Regions from separate parts of the Oryctolagus cuniculus genome. Here region 2 is linked to region 1. The links are chromatin contacts, called in public Micro-C maps. All regions are on one chromosome and are shown on one strand. Each heading gives the region's core, a stretch centred on a gene start, on an enhancer-like site or on the middle of the called end of the contact. The rest is flanking DNA. Distances are from core to core; before and after follow the strand shown.

Region 1 (6,191 bases), core at 3,331-5,830:
ACCTACTATGCCACAGTGCTAGCCCCAGATTTCAAAATTTTTTGCACCACAAAATATAAAGTTATCTTTTAATTCCATTTTCCACAAACTTTTTCAAATAGTCTCATATCTCCCTTACCGAACTCAGAGAAAAACAAATCTGTTTTCTAATTTGAGAAGCAGAGAGACAGAGAGAGCTCCCATCTAATGGTCCATTCCCCCATTCCCTCATTCCCTCAGATGCCAATGACAGTCCAGGCTGGGCAGTCAATCCAAGTCTCCCCCCTGAGTGGCAGAAATCTAATTACATGAGCCGCCATCAACGTCTTCCAGGGCCTACACTAGACAGAAGCTAGAGTCAGGAGCTGGAGGCAGATACTGAACCCAGGCACCCCAATAAGAGATGCAGGCCAAGCGCATTCCCCAAGAGAAAGTTAAGGATGGCAACTAGGGGCCAGTTTTGTGGCACAGCACGTTAAATTACTGCCTGTGATGCAGGCATCCCACATGGGTGCCAATTTGAGTTCCAGCTGCTCCACTTCTGATCCAGCTCCCTGCTGATGTGCCTGGGGAAGCAGCCAAAGATGGTCCAAGTGCTTGGGCCCCTGCACCCACGTGGGAGACCCAGAAGCAGCTCCTGGCTCCTGGCTTTGGTCTGGCCTAGCCTTGGCTGTTGCAGCCATTTGGGGAGTGAACCAGCAGATCGAAGACTTCTGTCTCCCCTCCAGCCCCCTACCTTCTGCCTTTCAAATAAATAAAATAAATCTTATATATATAAAAAAAAGAGACAGCAACTAAATTTTTCTTATCACTGCATATCTCCCAAGTATCAGCAAATAGAATCAATAATATTCCTGGCATTAATAAATAATTAATAAATACTTAGTGATTGACCTAAAAATTCTACACATCCACACTTAAAGACATTATCAGTAAGAGAGACCTGTAAAAACACAAAGACTAGCCAACACAAATATCTAGAGCAGAGAAAAGTTCCCTGACACATTACTACATGATCCCCAGCGATTATAAGCACAAGTTTTAACTAACAAGGCAAGAAATGATACCTAATGAATAAATGATGAATTATTACGTAAGGGAGCAGGTTTTAAAAAGGACCTATACTTTTCAAAGAGGGTTAGGTAATAATGAGAAAGGCAGCTCTGTGAGTAGATGCCTGCGATGTGACTCTTCCCATGTACTGTGAATTTTTACAAAATGGAGAAAGGGAAAGCAGATGGGAAGAGCACAAACAATGAGGGCAAACTGCCTGGGCTGGCATTCCAGATCCGCTGCGCACCAGCCTGATTTTTTTTTTTTTTTTTTTTTTTTTGGTTAAATATTCCACCAGATGGACAGAGAAGAATTTCCTTAATTCTTTGGGGACACTCATTTTATCTAAGGTCGCATCTATGGCTGTCGAATGCATTATAACTTCGATTTTTAGAATATTAGAACTAAAACTCGTAGGCTTTATATGTTCACCTTAAGTCACAATAAATTATATACCTCTTTCACAAGATTTGTAACCAATGACTAAATGACCTGCAGATTTAAAAACTCCTGGATTTGAGCAGCTAGGTCTATTTCTTATTTGCAAATATCCAAAACAATTAATTTTATATTTTCATTTTTTTTTTTTACCCACAGCAAACTCAGTACATGATACGATCGTACAGCTTGTGTAAATGAATATATTTTAAGTGCCGGTGTTCTAAGAGTATTCCATGCATTAATTTGGTCACTGTCACAAACCTAACGGTGAGTGCGATTTTTCCTACAGATGAGATTAAGGTGCAGAGAATGAGTAAATTTCCCAGATACACACAGATATTCAAATCCCCACATGGCTACAGGATGCTTGAATGTAAAAAGGCAAGCATATGACCTTTCACAGTCCGCGTAGAGAATAAAGCAGAGTCATGCGGGTAAATCTCAAACCAGACTTGGTTCCTAATACAAACAGCAAAGCACATTTCAGGGGAAAACAAACAAACAAGAAAGTAGCAGGCAGAAAGGAACTGCCCCTCACCTCGAACGTGGTTTTTGCATCCACAATATCCATGCTTCCTTGCTCCTCAGGTCACTTCTGGAAGACCATAGAACTGCGGAAGGAGAGTGGAGTTAGGAGAAACCAGCTGTGTCTCAGCAGACTCGAGGACCCGATCTCCGTGGGCCCCGTGCGTGCACACAGAAAGTCAGAGGGAGCCGGGCACCTCCTCCTCATCCCTGCGTCAGAAGGCACACGCAAGGTGGGAGCTACCTGGGGCTGCAGCTTCCCAGAGGTCTCAAATACCTAGGAAGGGATTTCAAAGGCTTCGTAGGAAAATAAGAAGTAAAAGCCAGATTTGTTGTAGTGTAAAATTTGCAATTCGTGCATCGATTTTTCACTGTTTCATTTCCATGAACGTTTTGAGGACCCCTCATATTTGGCTGGTGGGGCTTCTAGAAAGTGTCATTTTTGCCACAGAGTCCCCAAAAGGAGCCACTACAAGGAAATTCCTATTCCTGGTGACTCAGGTGCAGTCTCCAGTTCTCATATTCTAGCCCAGGACCAGAGCAGTGGCTCAGGGTTAAGCTATATTAGCTGTCACCTCCATCCTGTAGACCAGTGGTCTCAAGAGCTCCCCCTATGCCACACCATCATCCATATCAAAGGATGGCCCCATTCCACCCTCACCCCACAAAGCCACTCTCTCCAGGCCAATGGAGACGGCCATCTCAGCATGCCACTCGCCGCAGAGAACCCCCGCACTGCCCCAAGCAGCTTCTCTGTGAATTCGCCATCTCACACAAATACAAAGGAAAACCCTGAAACCCTGATCTCCCTGTTAATTCCAGGTCCTAAGGCCCATGAATATCAGATCAATAGGAAACAGAGTCCAGAAATAGGCCCACATATATATCGGGGTACTGCAAAAACCTCATGGAAAATGGAATTAAAAGATAAGATTATGTCAGTGTAACAAAGTTTTTGAAATCCACGCATAGCTTAATAACACAAATTTCCCATGAATTTTTTTTTTGGAAGATCCCTCCTCTGTTGTTTCAACAATGGTTATCCAGATGTCCCATGCTCATCATTGAAACTGCTAATCTTCCTGAGCTGCCATATTCAATATACACCAAATTTCCTTACATTTTTGGATCTCATTCTATAAACTATAGCTTGTCCATTCTGTTCCACTGATCTGTTCATGCGACAGTATTACATTCTTTTAATTGGGATTAGTACACCCTCATTTGACTTATTTTTTCAGAGCTCAATGTTTATTCTCAAATGTTTCTTTTCCAATATGAATTCTAAAATCATTTTACATAATTTTTAAAAAACCCCTGGTATTTTTATTAAAATTTCATCAAATTAATGCAATAACTTAGGGACAACGGCTATCTTTATGAAATGGATTTTCCTTTCCAAGATAATGGCATTTTTTTTCCCATTTGTTGAAATTTACTAGTGATACCGTCATGAAGGTTTTGCACATTTCTTAACTCCACTTCAAGCTAGCTTAGCAGATTTGTTGCTATTGTTAATTCTATTTTCTTTCATTACATCTTTTAGTAGCTAATTTTTCACAATTATACATCTTAATTTTGTAACCAATTTCTTAACAATTTCCTCATTTAAATTTATGTGCAAGGTTAATTTTGTGAAATAGCCAGAGAAAGGACCTTTGAGAAAAGCAAAATGCTTTAATTACATCACAAAGACATTGTGGCATTGTGAGGAAACTGGCTGTGGTCCCCAGGTGCAGCCTTTAACAGGCTCCAAGACTTTTCTGGGCCAACATTTTTTTTCTTCGGAACCTGGAGTTACAGCGCCTCACCCACAATCCTGAACCCCAAATTCTGATCTCTGTACGGGAGCCAACATTGCCTCATAAATTATTCCTTAAGCCTGGGCTTCTCAAATCTCCTGTTTGCGTCTGAAGATCTGACAAAGAAGCAGGAGTCCCATAAAAATAAGTTCGTCTAAACTATTCCTTTGTGTATAGATTTAAAAAGTCACACTGATTTGGAATGCTATACAATAACAAATTCATTTTTTATACAGAAACCCCAATCCCGTTTTACAGTATTTATCACACCAATTATTTAACACTCCGTCCCCCTAGCCCCCGCCGCCCCAAATTTTGGAGTAAATCGAGGTTCAGAACAAGCACCCTATTTTCAACATTTCACGGTCGAAGGCAGGCTCGCAGGCCAAGAATCCCCGCCGCCCCCACTCGGACGATGACCGCGCTCTTTCGCTCTCTCCCACAGGCACATCTTCCACGCGGCGTGTCACTCACTCCGCCACACGGCCGAAATCCCCTCGGAAGACGTCTCCGCGCACCTCGAGCCCGGCCCCGGAATCCCGGTCCTTCCCCCACAGCCACCAGGCCGGCCAGCGCCCAGGACGCGCAGGCCGTAGCTCCCCCCACTCCAAACCGCCGGGAACCCACGGCCAGACCCACCTCTGCACAAAAGCACAAAGTGCGACCCGATGTGTCTGCGCACTTCGAGCACGAAGGAGCACTCCCAGGTCGCAGGTAGCGCCTGGGCAAGCACTGGTTAAGTCAGGTAGGGCGCTGAGATGATTCAGAACAACCTCCCTCCAGGCCGTTTCGCCATGTTTGTGGGCGCCAGGCTGGACTACATTTCCCAGAAGGCTGTGCTGATCTCATCAACTCCCCGCGAGAACCGCTATGTCCGAAGGAATTTGCTTTTGTGACCACGAGAAGGCCCTCTCCGGAGGAAGATAAAAGCGTAGGTGTGATTATGACGCGCGCTCTCGAACGGAGCCCTTTGATTAAACCAGGCTGGGGCCCTCAGAAACTTCCGAAGCGTTTCAGTTCGGGGCCAGGAGGAGGGCCAGCTTCAGGCTTAGATGTGTGGCATAAAAGGGCTCGGTAACGCAGCTCCGGGCCTCCCTCTACTCCCGTGCTGGACTACATTTCCCGGAGGCCTCCGCGGCCGGCGTGCCTCGCGCAGGAACCCCGTGGTCTCCGGACCAGACAACGGGCTCGTGGAGCTCCCGCAGGCACGGTTCCAAGTTCTCGGTGGCCTAGGGCTGCGGAGCAGTGGGATCCGAGGATCGGCGCGCCCTGGGGCTGAGGCCTGTGCACGTGGTAGCGACCAGCTAGGGTTGTGGGAAGAGAGTGCATCTGTGGCTTTTAAATACAACCTGAACTCTCATAATTTGAGCATTTATATGGCCTGGTGGAAGACGAGCTGGGAACTCAAGCCAGTTCTCCCTCGTGAGGGGCAGGAACCCTGTCACTTGAGCCATCCTTGCTGCCTCCCAGGTTCTCCATTAGCTGGAAGTTAAGTCCGGGGCTGGAGGCAGGCAGCTGGGGTTTGTTACAGGACCCCGGCATACAGGTGTGTGTTATCAACACGTCGAAACGTGAGCCCCTGGCAGGAAGGATTTTTAATGCTGTGGTGGACTGAAGGAAAGACAATGAAAGATGTTAAGCAGGAGAGCGATCCACGTGACTAAGCCATCACTGGGTTTTCTTTTCCACTGCCTGGTGCTCATCCAGAAAACAAAGTTCTCATAATCTTTTCGAAGGAGCTAGTTGTGCAAGGTCGGGCGAGACACCCACCAAAAGCACCCCTTTAGCCTCCTACAGGATCCGGGAAACCACAGCAGGAGCTAGCACCTTGAATACTTACACATTAAAGGTGTGGATCCCGGGCCTTTGAGACAGTTCTGGGTGGTAGATTTTACATCTCAGGGGCAAAGAAAGGATTTCAAGTTGTAAGCCTTCAAAAATAACTGCGCCAAGCTTAGCCAAGCTTATCTGCAGGTTTCGGCTGGAACAAACAGTACCTTCTCAGCAGTTTCTTTTACAGGCATTTTAAAGGGGGCTAGGGTCATACTAGGGACACAGCCTCGAGCTAAGAAGCCTTGCTAGAGTTTGGTCAAGTGTATCTTTTAAACCTTTACTTATTTATTTGAAAGTCAGAGAGAGGGAGAGACAGGGAGAGATCTTCCATCTGCTGGTTCACTTCCCAAATGGCCGAATTGGTGGGGCTGAGCTAGAAGCCAGGAGCTTCTGGGTCTCCCCACACGGGTGCAGGGGCCCTAGTACTCGGGCCATGCTCTGCTGCTTTCTCCAGGCCAATAGCAGGGAGCTGGATTGGAAGCAGAGCAGCCAGGACTCGAACCGGTGCCCATATGGGATGCTGGCATCACAGGTGGTGGCTTTACTGGCTACACCACA
Region 2 (5,690 bases), core at 1,807-4,306, 410 kb before region 1:
AGCTGGGTCAGAAACCATGAGCTTCTTCCAGGTCGCCCATGTGGGTACAGAGGCCCAAGTACTTGGCCATTCTCCGCTGCTTTCCCAGGTGCATTAGCAAGGATCGGAAGTGGGACAGCTGGCACTCGAATTGGCGCCCATATGGGATGCTGGCACTGCAGGCAGGGACATTAACAAACTGAGCTTCGGCATTGGCCCCCTGTTTCTTGCTCTTAGAGAGGGGCCAGCATGTGGCTTAATGAGTTAATGCTGCCATCCCATGTGGGCACTAGTTCGAGTGCTGGCTGCTCTACTTCCAATCCAGCTCCCTGCTAATGTGCCTGGGAAAGCAGAAGATGGCCCAAGTGTTTGGGCCCCTGCACCCACATGGGAGGCCCTGATGGAGTTCTAGGTTCCTGGCTTCAGCTTGGCCTGGCCCCAGCTGTAGTGGCCATTTGGGGAGTGAACCAGTAGACACAAGATCTCTCCCTCTCTCTAACTCTGCCTTTCAAATAAATAAAATGAATCTCTTCGAAACAAAAACTTTTGAATTAGTACCATTTTTCTTTAGCGCATACTGTAAAAAAAAAAAAAAAAAGCTGTAGTGACATGGTTGAATTCTTAGAACCCTCAGTATTTAGGCATGGACCAAATGGCTGGTAGCATCACTTAGAAAAGTGTCTTGAGGGGCCAGTGCTGTGGTGTGGTGGGTCAAGCTGCCACCTGCAGTGCCGGCATCCCTTACGGCGCCAGTTCGAGTCCCAGTTGCCCCACTTCTGATCCAGCTCTCTGTTATGGCCTGGGAAAGCAGTAGAAGATGGCCCAAGTCCTTGGGCCCCTGCACCTGCATGGGAGATCTGGAAGAAGCTCCTGGTTCCTGGCTTCGGATGGGTGCAGCTCCGGCCATCACTGTCAATTGGAGAGTGAACCAGCAGATGGAAGACTCCTCCCTCCCTCCCTCTCTCTCTCTCTCTCTCTGCCTCTCCTTCTCTCTGTGTAACTCTGATTTTCAAATAAATAAATAAATAAATAAATCTTTTTTTTAAAGTGTCTTGAACTTGAAGGAACAAATTTTGAGAAATTTGACAATTTTTATATTTATCTTTTAATTCCATTTTCCACAAACTTCCAGAAGTTCCAGTACATATTGCTATAATTATTAAAAGTTTTGTATAATCTTGGCAGCTATGCTGCTGGAGAAGACGGATGCCTCATACCCAGGTCCTTAACTTTGCTTCAAAAAGAAACTGAAGAACAAGCTGCAGAACAGTTAATAGCAAGCAGCAAGCGTTTTACTGAGAAAGTAGATACACACTGCAGACAGAGTGGAACCTACATATGAGAGGAATGTCCTTGTCTCTAAACTGTGTTTAACATTACATGTGTCATTGAATGAAAGGGGAGGTATAGTCTAATAAGCAGGAGAAATACTTATTTTTTTTCCAGGAAGTGGGCGGAGATGTCCCAGAATCTAGCTACTGTTCCATATGTCTGATGTTTCCTGTCATGATGGCTGGTATGTAATTTAACATGCTAATAAATTACAATGAATATATAATGTAGGTCAATCTATTGACATAGATTGAGGCCTTGGCTATCTAAATTGCTATGTACCTGGTCCAGGAAGAGGGTCTGTTTATCTTCAGAGCATGGGAAACCAAACCCATATCCGCTAGGTCTTGGTAATAGGAACTATTTTCTTCAATTGACTCAAATGCTTTCTCCACCTGTTTTGTTTTTTGTAATTTTTTGATTGTGGAGTTTGTAAGTTGAATTTTTATATGAAATTTTCATAGAAATAGTAAAGAGAGAACATTACAATGAACTCCATCTACTCTTCAACATTTAGTTATTCTTGTTTCATTCATATGCCCCACTCAATGGAGTCTTTACAGTTAGTAATATTCTGGCCATAAGTATTTTCACATGAATCAATAAAAGAGGTCATCCCTTTTATAACAAAAGTCACACTACCGACAGAATTAACAGTAATTCTTTGGCTTCCATTAGAGATGTGTGTTTAAGAATGGATTTCACAGATTTTTCCTCAGAGTATACTTTGGAGGAAGAAAAAGAACCTGGGACAAGCAGCCTGGCCTTCTAACGGGTTTTGTTGTTAAGCTGAGACCCAGAGAGGGAATTCCCTGGCCTGGAGGGGACTGAATGTTTTCAAGAGCTCTCACAACCTCTCACCACCGTCAGGCTGGAGCTCCTGGCAGAAACAGTATTTAGGTTGGATTTTGCAGAATGTTTAGGAGAGATGAAAGAACTCTTGACAACTAAGTGTGGTGTGGGCAGAGGCAAGGGGAATGTTACCTGCTTCACAGCTTCCACATAGAAGCTGAGGGAAGAATGAGAGAATGGACTGAAGGCGTCATTTACGTAGTAAGGACATTGTTTATACTTTTAATTATAAGTAAGTTGAAATATCGAAGTTTTCTTTAGGTGCTTTTAGCCACACCTGGCCCATATGAAACACCATTTAGTTATTTTTAAAATTATTGCTGCCTACGTAGTTTTTAACTTGCAATAGGGAGGAGGCTAATGGAGACTGATGGGGATTCAAGCTTGTAGCCCCTCCACCAACCCTTCAGTAAGGGGTACCTTGACGTGTCGCCCCTTTGCGGCTTTCCACCCTATCTTCCAAGGTAGTTTCTCCCGTTAGAGGCTACAGCACACTCTCAGCTGCGTACTGCCCATTCCAGCGTGTCTTAGTCTTGCTGGGGTTTTGCCCATCCTGTTTTCCTCAAAGTGGATTGTACCACCCCGATTTCTTCCTTTGTCTCCAACCCCCCTCGACCCCCGGCCGCGTTTCCCTGTGGTTTCTCCCAGCGGATAATTGTTTCCCGCAAAGCGCCGGCTCCAAACTGGTGACTGACGGTCCTAGATATAAAATAGAGCTCCAGATCCTATCTCCAGCACCGTGCCCCTCCCTGCATGTCCGCGTTCTATATGACAATCCCTGCCCCTCCGTGAATCCTGTTGAGTTCAGTTCTTCCGCTCTACGGAACGGATACAACTCCAAGATGGCGGCCCACACGCAGAGGCTCCGTTCGGGCGCCGCCACGTTCTCTACCCAATGGCGCCCCTTACGGAAACGGGACAATGTCTCTTAACGACGCTTCTACGCCATAGTGATTGTTGGCACCACGTGACCGCAAAGGGAATTCCGCGCATGCGTGGTACCACTGGCCGGAAGGGGCGGTATTGGAAGGCGGACCGTGAAAGGAAGTGGTTCTCAAAGGCTTTTTCGCTGCTACCGAGTAGAGTACGCATTTCCATATTTTAACGTCAAGAGGTCTCTGAGACGATTTTGGTTGGTCGCGACTAGGGATTCTGTGGGGTCTGTAATGGAGTGGGGGAGAGGTGTCTTGGAGTTAGTGATGGTGGTCCCTGAGTTAAATGCTGGCAGAGGCTGGCAGCCGTTAATGTTTGTGACAGGCGTTTTCTCTTGACAGTGAGGGGCTTTCAGGGATGAGGTGTTGGGATTTGGGGGTGGGGGGTTAGTCATGGGATTCGGTGGTCAATGAATGAGGCCTGTAGGGTCAGTAATGGGGAGTCTGTGGGATTTGTATTCAGCTAGTTTTCTAACCTGAGTTGAAAATTAAGCTGTTTAGTTTTCAGTTTTTTTTTTTTTTAAATATAAAGATTGAAAAGCTTTGGTGTGTAGCATTTTTTATTGTCCAAATTGAAGTTGTCCTTTAAAAAGTGTTAAGGTTTTTTTTTTTTGACCCATTATTAAAAGTGCATTTTCTGTTCCAGTTAATTTCTCTAGCTAATACTTGAGTTGAAAAAATGGCTTTATAGCCTAAAAACAATGTATGTCCTTGTTGTATGTTATATATTAAGCATATATTTAAATTTAAATGCTTTAAACTTATTAATTTAATTAGTAATATTAAGCATATATTTAATATTAGCTCCTTTTGGATTATTTTGTCTGCTGAATTACAGAAGAAGGTAGAATACATTGGCTAAGTGATATGTCCACTTATTCTGGCCGTTTCTGCTTTATATTTTTGAAAGTATATTATTAGGTACAATTATGTGTATTGTTAAATAATAGACCTGACTAAATAGCTCAAAAGATAATATAACAATTGAGGCTTCTGTCAACAATTTATAAAGCAGCTCATTTTCCCAGATGTTTTCTAACATTTGAATTCCTGGCTGCCAACTACATTTTTAGTTTTTACAGTTCTAAGAGGCAGTGAGGTTTAGTTGATCTAATATATTTTGCTGTTAGTGAAGTTGGAATCTTTTAGGTTAATTGTCACTTGTTTCCTATTCTGTGAATTTTCATTTTCTTGTCCAGATTTTTTTCCTGCTCTTTTTTTTCCTAGTGATTGCTAGATTTAAAAAATTTTCAAATTATTCATTAGTTTTATCTGAGAGGCAGAAAGGGAGAAGACAGAGAAAAAAAAAAAAAACAAAAAACAAAACCCTCTCATCTGCTGGTTCTCTTTCCAAATGCCTGCAGCTGGGAGCTGGGAGCCCCAGAGCTCTCAGGTGGGTTGCAGGGACCCAAGTCCTTGAGCCATCACCTGCTGCCTCCTGGAGTGCTCATTAGTTGAATCTGGAATTGGGAGCAGGGCTGCGACTCCAACCCAGACACTCTGATATGGGATGCAGGTGTACCAAGTGGCAATTTAATTGCTGCACCAAATGCCCACTCCTATATTTTTTAATTAGAAATAGCCTGTTGTCACATAATTAAAAATTATGCATATAACTTCATGTTGATTTTTATGGTGTATTGTAACATTATTAGGGAGTATCGTCTAGAGATAACTGCCCTTTACTTTTATAGTTGCTGAATTTTAGGTGTAACATTCCTCCCAGCCCACCTCAATGGCACACAAAAATATACTACTAAAATTTATTTTAATGTTTTTTTGAGATTTAAAAAATACAGATATCTAACTGTTCAGTCCTATTAGGATGTGTCTACTGACTGACTAGTGTGATGTTTTGTTTCAGGTGGATGAAACAGCACCATTTTTGCAGTGAATGTCTTGTGCACAAATACCACTTCTGTGACATGTAAATAACAGTTGTTTGGTATGCTTATTTTATCTGTTTGATTACATGCTTTTTAATTTTTTATAAATTTACTTCATAAGAATATGGTAAAGGCTAATATTTATTGCATGATTCTCCTGTGCCAGTGAGGTGGTTAGCACTTTACAACCATCATCTCATTTGATTTTCATGGCTATGAGATAGGCATTTTCATCCTCAGTTTTAAAACTGATACTGAAGAAACTTGTTCATATTTTCATAGCTGAAAATTACTGAGCTGGTGTTCAGTTCTGCAGTAATGTTCCTCCGACTCCCATGGTTTTTCCCATGACTAATGGCTATCGCAGATTTTGTTGAACTCTATTCTCCTCAGTCCTCTCTCTCAAAATATGGTCCCTGGACCAACAGTTTCAAGATCACCTGGGCCTTAGAAATGCAAATTCTTGAGCCAAGTCTTTGAAATACTGAATCAGAAAGTGTAGGGGGTGAGGTTGAGAGTTTTTATCTGTTTTAACAACCCCTTTAGGTGATTCGAATGGATAGTTTGAGTTTGAGAACTACTGCTTTGTACCTTCTATCCCAGGGACTTGAATCTTAGTGTGCCCAGGCAGGGATTATGTGGTAATGTTGAATGACTGACTATGTGCTATTGTCTTTCCAGGTGTCTTTGATGTCTCTTGGAGAGGCCT

The links. A called contact is a pair of places that touch in the nucleus more often than the background predicts.
Region 2: a contact with region 1 is called in a Micro-C map of ear pinna, with 5 times the contacts expected there. The contact joins the promoter of LOC100346269 here to the promoter of LOC100348058 in region 1. A contact is called at or near these places in 2 of 6 Hi-C or Micro-C datasets (ear pinna and an unstated tissue).

Annotation. Positions count from the first base shown.
Region 1 is chr18:16,773,789-16,779,979 of mOryCun1.1, reverse strand. LOC100348058 (zinc finger protein 383) reads right to left here and starts at 4,580. Exons shown (of 6, transcript XM_070062320.1): 1 at 4,440-4,580; 2 at 2,012-2,084. LOC127491346 (a long non-coding RNA gene) reads left to right here and starts at 1,294. Exons shown (of 3, transcript XR_007919992.2): 1 at 1,294-2,231; 2 at 4,246-6,191.
Region 2 is chr18:17,184,316-17,190,005 of mOryCun1.1, reverse strand. LOC100346269 (zinc finger protein 585A) reads left to right here and starts at 3,056. Exons shown (of 5, transcript XM_070062273.1): 1 at 3,056-3,247; 2 at 5,663-5,690.